2 separate regions of the Mus musculus genome follow, and region 1 is linked to region 2. A link is a contact called in public HiChIP or PLAC-seq data. All regions are on one chromosome and are shown on one strand. The core of a region is the stretch at or near the end of the contact, and the rest is flanking DNA. Distances in the headings are between cores, read along the strand shown. Region 1 holds the start of Wbp1l (WW domain binding protein 1 like). Region 2 overlaps Sufu (SUFU negative regulator of hedgehog signaling).

Region 1 (5,376 bases), core at 1,882-4,381, 110 kb before region 2:
CCAGGGCTATGGCTAACAAGACCCTGTCTAAACTGCACCCCCTACTCCCACTTCCTCCAAAACAGATCCCTACCAGGGGGTCCAGTGGTTGTGGCCTTACCCCGCTAAACCCAGCAAAAAAAAAAAAATACACAGAAAAAAGATGGTATTTGACAGGTCCATTTCAGGGAGGGAGATACAATGAGGAACCTGCAGCACTCTCTACCCAGAAATCAAGGTGCCACCTGAGTGATCTGGTCACTATAGAAATAAAGACTTGAGGTTGCTCCCTGACAGATGTTCCCTGCCTCTGCAAAACCCCGATGAAAACCCTAAATTGACCAAGCTGTGGTAGATTCAAAGTTAATAATTATATTGCCACCTCCATGCCAAAGGTTAAAAAAAAAAAAAAAACACAAATTTCACCATAGTTATCTGGTATGATTGATTGGACCAGAGGACTCGGAGGGTGAGGGGTGTCATGAGAGCGTAAAGGGTATCGGGATGACGTCGGGAGAGGCCAGGGAGGAGTGGGCAGGCAGCTCGTAACGGAAACGTTCCCTCTGTGCAGGAACTGTATGTAACCAGACAACAGCAGTGGTCAGTGCTAGCAAACCAACCAAACGGAACAAAGTACAAAAGCTACCCTGTCCCCAAAATAAGCACTGCGAGTGCCAGAACTGCGGTAAGAAAACAAGCCCGAGACTGATGAGTTGTACGCAGAGCCTTGCACTGAAGACCCCACCACCGCCCCCAGACTGCAGGACCGTTTGCCAACGCTTTTCCTTCAAGAAGTGGACCTGGTTCCTATGAACAACCAGCTCACCTCCAAAGGCTCCACACTCCTAAATCAAGCCCCCTAACAAGGCGATTCAAAGGCTACAGGGAACAGCCCTCAGACAGCCACAGAAATAGAAAAAAGCAACTTCATTATTCTGTATTCTATTCCATCGATACCTACTACCTGCGCTTAACTTTCCCAGTCCTGAGAGCTGCAACTTCTCAAGGAGACAAATGTATCTCTCCTGGCAGCTTACGGTTTTGACTAAGAAAACAAAGAACCTAAACAAAGTCAAAAACTGAAGGGCTTCATCCCTGGGGAGGAATACAAGAAAAGATCAGAAAACGAACTCGATCATTCACAGATTATCTCCCAGATAACATATCCCCACTCCCAGCCCCCGCCCCATTAAGATACAGCAACTGAGCCGGGCAGTGGTGGTGCACGCCTTTAATCCCAGCACTCAGGAGGCAGAGGCAGGGGGATTTCTGAGTTCGAGGCCAGCCTGGTCTACAAAGTGAGTTTTGGGTCAGCCAGGGCTACACAGAGAAACCCTGACTTAAAAAAAAAAAAAAAAAGATACAGCAACAGATAAGCTGCCAAATCATTGTAGTATATACATAAAGGGGACTATTATTCGGTCACAATGTGGGTGAACCTTGAAAACATGACGGAACGTGAAAGACGCCCCACATACTACAGCATTCCATTACACAGGGATGTGCAGAACAGGTAAACCCACAGAGACACAATGCAGGCTAGTGGGTGTCGCCAAGGGCCAGGGCTGGGGGTGGGGGAGGGGTGGAAACAGGCAGTAACTGGTTAATATGGATCATTCTTGGGGATGATTCAACTGTTTTGGAAGTAGATAGCCGTGGTGGTTGCACAACCATGGAGCGCCACAGTGATTCACTTTAGAACTGTTGGTTTTGTTCTGTGACTTTCAGCTCACTTGAAAAAAAAAAAATCTTATCAAATCACAGAGCTCGGCAGAGGATCAAGAGTTCAAGCCCTGCCTGACCTACATTGCAAGATCCTGTCTCAAACAAAACAAAACTCAATTATTTTGGGGTTTTGGGTGTTTTTCTTGTTTTGTTTCTTGAAGAGGATATTCGGGAGAAAAATAAGATACGTATGTGAAAGGGCTGCCCTTGAGCTCTAAGGGGAAAGGTAAGAATTCTGCTAACAATTTCTGCTCTTCAGCGTGATGTGACGTGCTAAGCTGCACAGGCTGTCCCTGTGCCTGTGGAAAACAGACAATGATGGGAAGAAAGGGGAGAAACCAAAGGAAACGATAGAAGCTTTGCCAGATTTAACAGGGGAGGGGTGATTCCCCCTACAGCACCCCACCCAATCTGGCACCAAGAGTAACGCTTCAATTAGGGTTTCGAAACGCCAGCCCAAGCTAGAATCAGCATAAGCAGGCATCTCGGCCCTGGACTCAGGAAGAGCAAGCCACCCAGCAAGAAAAGCTAGGGTGCTCCACTTGCTGCCGATATTGGCATCGGAACCACCCTCTGCTCAAAAGCCCTGAGCTGGCTCGCTCGGATCAGCACTAGTGACTTCTTCCCAGGACAGCTAGCCTAACAGCACGGTTTTCTCACACTCAAATGTGCCCCTCCTCCTGAGGGGTTACTACTTCATCCCTACTATCTCCCAAGAACCTTACCTCCAGCAACAGCCCACCAACGTACTATGCCTTACAGCATTAAAAATAAGAGTCAGGATGCCCTCAGAACTTTTCCTTTGTCCAGCCTGAAATAAATACCATGCTGAGCCCTCCTCCCTCTGGGGCCAGTGCAGTAACCTGGGATCCCAGCACACACTGGTGTGCACACAGTCTCTGGCTCCGGACTCTACTGCGGAGCAGAAATAGGGCCCACGGGCGCCAGTGTGCGGCGATCTCCGCGAAGAGTCCTCCAGAGCACCTACCATAACTACCCTCTCAAAGGACCCTCAAGTCGCCTGGCACCATTGCCTCTGCCACCTTCTTGACATCCAACTCGTCACAGGTGTCCCTCAGCTAAACATCAACACCCCCACCCTTCACCTGGTCCACCTTAGCCATGGGCTTCCCTCCCGAAAACACTCAACTCCTTGCAAACAAACCTCTTTGAGACCCCCCTCCAACCAGGCCTCGACCGCCCCAGACCCCCAAGCTAGCCCAGAAGCCCTCCCCTTACCTGCGGGGGCTCAGCCCTCACTGACAGGGGGCTGGGCAGCGCCTGGAGGAGCAGGAGCGCCATGCCACCCAGGAGCCTTCTCCTCTCCATCCCCCTCCTGCTCCTGCTCCTCCGCCACGGCGCCGCCACCCCTCCTCCTCCCTCTCTTCTTCCCTCTGCTTCCTCCTTCCCTTCTTTTCCTGTTTCGCTCTGCCCTCCCGCTTCCGGCTCGGCTCCACCCCGCCCCAGGCAAAGGGCCCGCCCAGATGCAGGGGAGGGTCTCCAGCTCCCGCGCCTCATTGGCTCCTACTTTCTGTCCATTGGTCAAAAGAACTGTGAGTCAAATACCAGTCCCAGCCACCCTCGTGCTAGGTGATTTGGCCAATGAAAAGTGGGAGGAAGCTGGGCCATCTTGAATGCTGCGAGGTGCAGAAAAGTGCAGAGCGCCCCGCCCCGCAGAGAGTGGCGGAAGTAACAGGAGCTAGGGACACGACCACCCGGATGCATTGAAAAGGTTTACAGTATTTCAGTCATTTTGAGTGTGGCGGAAATGTTATGTTCCCACAGTTAAGTGGAGGTAAAAGAAAGAAAGAAAAAAAAAAGTGGTGAGGTATAATGATTCTAAAGCGTGCTTCCAACTGCAGTCTATAAGCCTTTGGTGCTTTTTGTATTAAAATAAGTAGAGGTAAAAGAAAGAAAGAAAAAAAAGTAGTGAGATATAATGATTCTAAAGCGTGCTTCCAACTGCAGTCTATAAGCCTTTGGTGCTTTTTGTATTAAATTACAGGAAGCCCTATTATCAGGATCCTTTTTCCAAGCTCACTACCCAAGCAGCAGCTTTGAGTCATTTGAGTCCCCTATTAAATAGCACCTCTCTTAGCGATAGTGCTCTGCTACCCCCAAGTTTCAAGGACAAAACTCTTCAGACCCTACTCAGAAATAGCTCTGAGACCCACCAATCATTGCTTCATCCATGTTATCTTCCGGCTAAATGAAAATGGCTTCCCTTTGCCCCTCCACACACCGCAAGGACAATACTAGTCCACACAAACCCACACATCACCATGTAGCTGCTTCAATTTGAGAATTCTTGTCCAACAGGGCAGGAGGATGTATCACTCTGTGGTAAATGGCTTGCATGGGCAAGGCCCTGAGTTCAGACCCTGGTATGGGCCATAAGGAACAGAGAAAGGGAAGAGATAGAGGGAGGAAGAGAGGGAAAAAGAAAGAAAAAATTACACTTCAATTAGTTACAGGATGTACTTGGCTAGTTTTTGATGTAGGGTCTCTTCCTGTTGTCCATACAAGCCAGAAACTAGGTAACTCAGGCTGTCCTCAAAGTTGTGTTAGTAGTTCCCATGCAAAGCCCTCCTGCTCATTATAACTGCTGTTCAACACCTTACAGGCCAACTCAACTAAATGGATAAGGGTTTGGCAGCGGGTGGGGGTGTGGCTGCTGCCGAACCGACCTTGGCTTTCTAGGAGGGACAGTGAAAGTGTTCTGGATTACAGTAGTGACAACTGTAGCACTTTGTGACTGGACTGAACGTTACTAAACCATACAATTTAAAGGGCTGGATTTGGCTAGGTGTGGAGGTGCATAGCTGTAATCTCAGCACTCACGACTGCATAGCCTGAGCTTCATCGAAAGGAAAATACCAATTTCATGCTGTCTGAGTTCCATTTTACTGTCTAAGTGGGTGTGGGGTTAAATCACAGCTGGGATCTCGGCACTCGAAGTCCTTTGGTACAACTGTGTGGTGTCAGATGAATGCTGGCAGCGTTATATCCTCGGGCTCCATCTCAGACCTACAGAACCGGAAGCTGGGATGAGCCTTTCCACCTGTTTTCACAACATCTTCGGATGACCATAGTGCACATTTTCCCCCTTTGAGGCAGGGCTGGAATATACTATGTAGAGCAGGGTAGACTCAGACTCATGAAGATCCAGCTGCCTCTGCTTCCAAAGTGCTGGGATTGATGGCATGTCCCATAGGCCTAGTATCTATTTCTAAAAGTCACAGTTGCGGGATAGGGGAGGCGTGTTAAAAGTCTACGGGACACATGCACAGCTTCTATCACATATTCTAGGTTTTCTTTTAATAGCCCATTAAGAAACGTAAAAATAAATTTTTGTTCCTAAGTGCACAAAAAAGAAAAAAACCAAACAAACAAACCCAGAGAGCAGGCAGATTTGACTATGTATGGCTCGCCAATTCCAGCCCTAAGACAATGTATAATCTACGCCGGGAGACCTGTGGAGCACCGACAAGGGTCGGTGGGTTCTTCTCCATTATTAAGGAAATCAGACAGGTTCCCTTACAGTTGTGACATCCTCTGGCATGCCAAGGCCAAAGTCAGACCATAGAACCTGCTTTCCATCAGGGGTTAGTAGCTTAGTTTGCAGACAGTGTTTCATGTTCTTTCAAATAGTTTATTCAATTCATAATGGTG
Region 2 (5,307 bases), core at 777-3,276:
GGATGGGGAGGCAGTGGGCTTTACCCTCTTCTTGGGAGACCTGGTTAGGAAGACATAGCTAGGGCCACGTGTCCTTGAGTCCCTGAAGTCCCCAGAGCCTTGTAGAGACTTACTTCGCTTGGAAGGCAATAGCACACCTTCCAGGCCACAGCCAATCTCTACCCAGGGCTGCATGGAGTATGTCAGCTGTCCCCAGCCTCCTCCAGGGTCCAGAGCTGACAGGCAGCACCAAGCATCTTTTCAGGAAGAGGGCATGTGGGATCTGTGGGGGGGGGGGAGCCCCCAGACCCTTGTCTAAAGGACAATAAAGTTCAGGTAGGAATGAGTCCTATTTAAAAATCACTATGTACATGGCTTCTGCACCATCTTTGCTGAGCAATAAAAATACCATCCGGTTTCCACAAGAAAAAGAACAATCATTCGGCAGGGTGGAGCAGCCTGACTGAGGGAAAGCTGGCTGGGGTTGACCAGGCAGTGCGTCCTCATGCATGTTCTACCCACCAGGCTGTCTGGCAAGGCTGTCCCGTTCCAGGAGCACAACAGTGAGACCTGTGGCAGCAGCGGGTCGGTGTGGAGGGTTTTCAGGTGCATCTCACCCCCTCACTGGCGTGTAGGACAGGGGCCTGGTCACTCGGGCTGGGCTGCTAGGAGTGAGGCCCCTGGGCCCGAGGTGGGTGGGGCCTGGGATGGGTGTGGCACTCTGCAGTCATCCCCACACTTGCCCTTTTATTCATGGGTGTCTCCTTTACAAGCTGTCACACTGGAAGTCACCAGGAGCAGCTGGGCTCCTCTTGGCCCCTGCAGGGCACAGCCCAGGCTAGTGCAGTGGACTGTCGAACACCACGTCGGGGAGAATGGACACTTTGAGTTTCTTCTCAGGCCAGCTGTACTCTTTGGGAAGTTTAAACTGTGAAGAGAACAAGAACAGGCAGAGTGGTGGGTCAGCTGCCTCCTAAGAGTGTCCAGAGAGGCAGCACGCGGGACACCCTGTCCCTAGGCTGCTGGGGACAAGACAGGTGACTGGAGACCTCTCAAAGGCTAGCCTCAGGTTGTGTGTGCGTGTGTGTGCGTGCGCGAGTGCATGTGTCTGGTCTAGGCACTCCTTTCCTCTTGCACGGCCAGTACCTCAGCAGACTGCAGGAGGCATGCTTAGGCTCTTTGCATAGACTCTCTCCTGCTCTTTTCCTTGGTTCTGCCTTGAGCCCAAAACATGTAAGGAATCTCTTCCCTGGGGCCCTGGGGCTGGAGGACAGGGGACCAGCAGGGTGTAGATATTACAGGAAAGGTCTGTCATCGCCATGGACTAGTTCTGAGTCTAGAATCTGTCCTCTGTAGTTTTGTCAAAGGGTCCACAAGAAAGGAGAGCTGTTCAGCCCCCAAATCAGACTTGGAGTGTGACCCCACTGGGAGAAGTTCAGGGTGAAGGTGGTCTGCGTGTCACCACCCACTGCTCCCTGTCACCCTGCTTCCCAGGGCTCTTTGTTCAGAGTGACCCCAGATAACAGCCAGGGCCTTCCAAACTAGGATCAATGACTGTCTTGTAATTTTGCTTCTTTCCCACACCTGGGGTCTTTGGCGAGGAGGAGAAGCTGACTTCTGGTTCCTTCTGGATTCTAGAACCTTGTATGGAGCCCAGCACACAGTGGGTGCTCAATAGATCCTCCCTGACTTGGGTTCCTGCAGAGCTCTTAAGCCCCATTGTCTCTGGGCTAGGCTGGAAGTCAGAGCCAGGCACAGGAGGAGAGAATCATGTTCTGGCCTGCCTGAAGCTGGGCTGGAGGTGGACAAACGGACACTTCCCGGCTGCCTTTTCTCTCTTGGGGGACTGTAGACCCAGGACAAAGTGGAGACTGGGGCAGGGTGTGGGGATGGCCTCTGGACAGGAATGAGGCAGAAGAAGTCATTTTTCGTGACCTACTTTCCTAAGCTCCCCTTGGCTCCTGTCTCTCCTGCCTGGACTGTCCTCTTCCCGCCCACTCAACACCCAAGCTCAAAGCAGCAGCCTGGCAGAACGCCACTGCAGTGTGACAAGACCTCTCCGGAAGCACTTCTGGGCAGCTGGCTTTGGCCTGACTGAATCCGGGAGCTAGGCCTCTGAGGCAGTGACTTGTAGGGGTGACTGGCTGGCACAGAGTGGGTACTTGATAACCTTGGACTATGCAAATGAATGAATGAATCAAGCTGGATCCCTGGGGCAGGGGGAGGGAAGGCTTGGCTCTATTGGGGTGACTGGCTCTGAGAAGTTTCTAACTAACTGGGAGGTGAGGTACTTTGCCCCGAGCACATTAGGGCAATGGAAGGGAAGGGGGTGATCTCTGCCACAGGCAGGGGAGGGTGGGCCAGAAGATCCCTCAGGCCTCGGAGGCTTGCTATTTACCCCACTACCCCATGGATCCTGGGGGCCAGGAAGATCCGCCTGCCTGCTGCCTGGGCGCTGATGGTTATAGGAGAAGGGACTTTCCAAGATGAGGTAAGTCCCTGCAAACGAGGAGGCCAGGAACAAGGAAGAAAAACAAAAGGGATTATAGACTCCATTCCTGCACTCCAGAGAAGGAGCCAAGGAGAGAAATCACCCCACCTGGCCTGCCAGCTCCCCACGCTCTCAGCTAGCCAGGAAGAGGCTGAGGGAGGCAAGCTAGAGCTGGCGAGGGAAGGGAGCGTGGCACTTGGGTGGCCCAAGGCAAGAGCAGGAGTCCCCTCCTGCCCACGAGAGCTCCCAGCGGAATGTTCTCTGGCAGCAGGCACGGGCTTTCTGTTCAGAATCTGCCAGGGAACAGCAGGGGCTGGGGAGAACTCTAGCCCACAGGCCCTGGCTACTTCTTCAATGAGGTTCCCAAGAGCTGGCGATTCAGGGTGCTGGGTGTCCTCACAAGGGTGGGGGCTGGGCAGGGCTGACCCATGAAGCCCAAGAAAAATAAAGTCATTGAACCTTCTCAGGGGTTCCTCTCCAGATTTATGCCTGTACTTCTGAAAACAGTCCACAGATGGGTGAGCGCTCGCACATGCGCACGTGCACGCACGCACACACACACACACACACACACACACACACACCCGGGAGTCCTCTATCAGTGAGAAATGAAATAGGCTCACTTCCTCTGGAGAGGTTAGATCTTCTAAGTCCTCCAACATCTTCTCTACAAACTCTTCTGTCAACAGAATCTGGGAAAGAAAGCAAAAGACAGGGTTTTAATTATTATTATTATTTTTTAATATACAGTCTTTTTTGCCAACTGCAAAGCAAGGGGGGTTTTTTTTAGCTGTGGAGGAGGGATGGCCCAAGGATTAGTTCTAGGGACAGAGGGACGAACTCGAGGCTTCCAGAAAAGACTGCACTCTCGCCCCAACCCCCTCCCCCCCGCTAGGGAAGGGCAGAGAGGGGGGGTGAGGCAGTGAAGGAAGGGAGGGCATCTGGAAGGTGGACAGCGCTGGCCTCGGAAGGGAGCCGGAAGGTGGGCGGAAACCCACCGCTTTGGGCTGTTTGGCCTCTGTGTGTTTCGAGGCAACAGAGAACAGGGAAGCCAAAGGCCGGCCGTGGGAGAGCTCCTGCCACCCTCTTCCTTTGCCTCATCAAGCTCTCGTGTTCCCCTTTTCCCAACCACGCAGGGCCAAAACAATCCGTGTGACTTTGGAGTACAAGCCCTGTCTGCGATCTAGACGAACCCCAATGGTGGATGACAAACCCTGGATCCTATCTCTACCACTAGGGGCAGGGAAGCAGGTCACAGCCAGACAAGAAAGACCAAAAAACCCAAGCCTTGGAGAATGAGAGCCTGCCTGGCTGCTCACAGAGGCAAGCAGTCTCTCAGGTTCCCACTGCAGCCATAGAATTATCTGTCAGGGCTGTCCCAGCAGGCCCCAGTCAGCAGCTATGCACGTCTAGACTTCTGGGATACCTCTTCTCTGGGTGTCTCCTACCTTCCCACTTCACTGCTTTATTCTGGTGCCTGTTACCCACAAGCTTTGGTGTCCAAGCCAACTAGCCCCACCACTTGGCTGGAGTAACCTCATCCTTATGCCCTAAGCAAGCTTTCTCGTGCTTCTCGGTCCTCGCTGCCCTTGTCCACCTGAGCCGTATGTAGAGGGTGCAAACGAAAGTGAAGGGTTCCTCTCAGAGAAACCTTCCCTTTCAGAAGCTGGCGAAATCAAAAACTTGAGAAAATACCCATTAAATTTCACTTGGGAGTTGTTTCCACTAGGAGGGCAGAAGTTTCCATGAGGTAAAGTGAGGCAGCAAAGGAAAAAGGAAGGAAACAGAGCAAAGAGGGGCAAAGCAAGATGGGCAAAATAGAGGGATGCAAGGAAGCCAAGAGCAGACACCACGCTGACTGCTTGCACCTTATCCCTTTCAGTCTCTTTCCGGATGGGTAAACTGAGGCACAGAGAGGTTATGGCACCTGCCCTGTGGGGCCAAAGACAGACCATATCCCAGTCCTGAAACTTGATGCCTCAGACACCGAGGGGGAGGGCACTGACTCAGTGTCTCCTCCTAGGAAGCCTGGTTCCCACCTGACTAGCAGCTCCCCAGAGGACCAGGACCAACCAGCACTGACCAGGAATAAAGGAGAGGGAGGGGGGAGGTAGGAGGGAGGAGGGAGAATAGAGTGTCCAGGAGAGTGTCCACCCAAGGTACTCATTTCTTTTCTTCCTTCAAGATCCCCAGAGGGGGTTGGCTGGCTCTTGCCAGCCTATCTGGCACTTTCTGGTCCTTGGCCACATCCAGTCACACCTGGCCTTCCTTCCTGGAGCCTGAGCCCTCCTCTTATCCCATGAGTCCCCTCCCCCAAGCCGAGTTTCTTCACTGGTTATCACCAGTCCGCTTGAGGAATATAAAGTCACATTCATATTTTTGGCATTTCCAGGGCTTGTTGCCATCTCTGAAAATGTTAGCACAAACACAAGCATACCTCAAACCCAGTTATGTTAGCGACTCTGACTCCAGTCTGAGTTCACTTCTAACCCTCAGATAATCCGGGGGAGGAGCTCTCTGCTGGAATAGTAAATAGGGCTGGAACTGTCTATTGCTGGGGTAGGATGGGGTAGGGGAGAACAGGGGCCACCCAAGAAGACTCCCAAGGGTGTTTTTCAACAACAAGAAAGGTAAGGCCACCAACAATCCAGTCCTAAGCCAGTCCCTCTGTCAAAGGTCTGGAACTGCTGAGCTATGGGGGCTTTCAGCAGACCTGCCGCCAAGGGTGGCTCCATCTGTGTGTGGACTTCATTTTGTACTCTGCTGGGGGAGGGGTGACAAGCCCCCGAGACGGGGACAAATCCTAGCTGTGCCTTCATTTTCACTTTTCAAGATTT

The links. HiChIP or PLAC-seq counts read pairs in DNA pulled down with a chosen protein or histone mark.
Region 1: a contact with region 2 is called in an HNF4G HiChIP or PLAC-seq map of pancreatic cancer cells. The contact joins the promoter of Wbp1l here to the enhancer-like site in region 2. A contact is called at or near these places in 4 of 39 promoter capture datasets (hematopoietic stem and progenitor cells, hippocampal neurons, neutrophils and 1 more), 2 of 115 datasets of contacts at active chromatin or transcription factors (embryonic stem cells and pancreatic cancer cells) and 2 of 9 other capture datasets (adipose tissue and pancreatic islet).

Annotation. Positions count from the first base shown.
Region 1 is chr19:46,596,861-46,602,236 of GRCm38.p6, reverse strand. Wbp1l (WW domain binding protein 1 like) reads right to left here and starts at 3,131. Exons shown (of 5, transcript NM_001177812.1): 1 at 2,944-3,131. The coding sequence starts at 3,033. It overlaps Sfxn2 (sideroflexin 2), which reads right to left. Exons shown (of 12, transcript NM_053196.3): 12 at 5,336-5,376.
Region 2 is chr19:46,481,455-46,486,761 of GRCm38.p6, reverse strand. It overlaps Sufu (SUFU negative regulator of hedgehog signaling), which reads right to left. Exons shown (of 12, transcript NM_001025391.2): 11 at 3,094-3,162; 12 at 1-907. The coding sequence ends at 818. Among named protein-coding and RNA genes, the nearest start is that of Trim8, 18 kb to the left of the region's middle. Within about 2 kb of position 2,026, at least 152 of the 459 cell types and tissues checked have an H3K27ac peak or open chromatin away from gene starts, as enhancers often do. A contact at or near this core is called in adipose tissue, hippocampal neurons and pancreatic cancer cells, where this site is marked.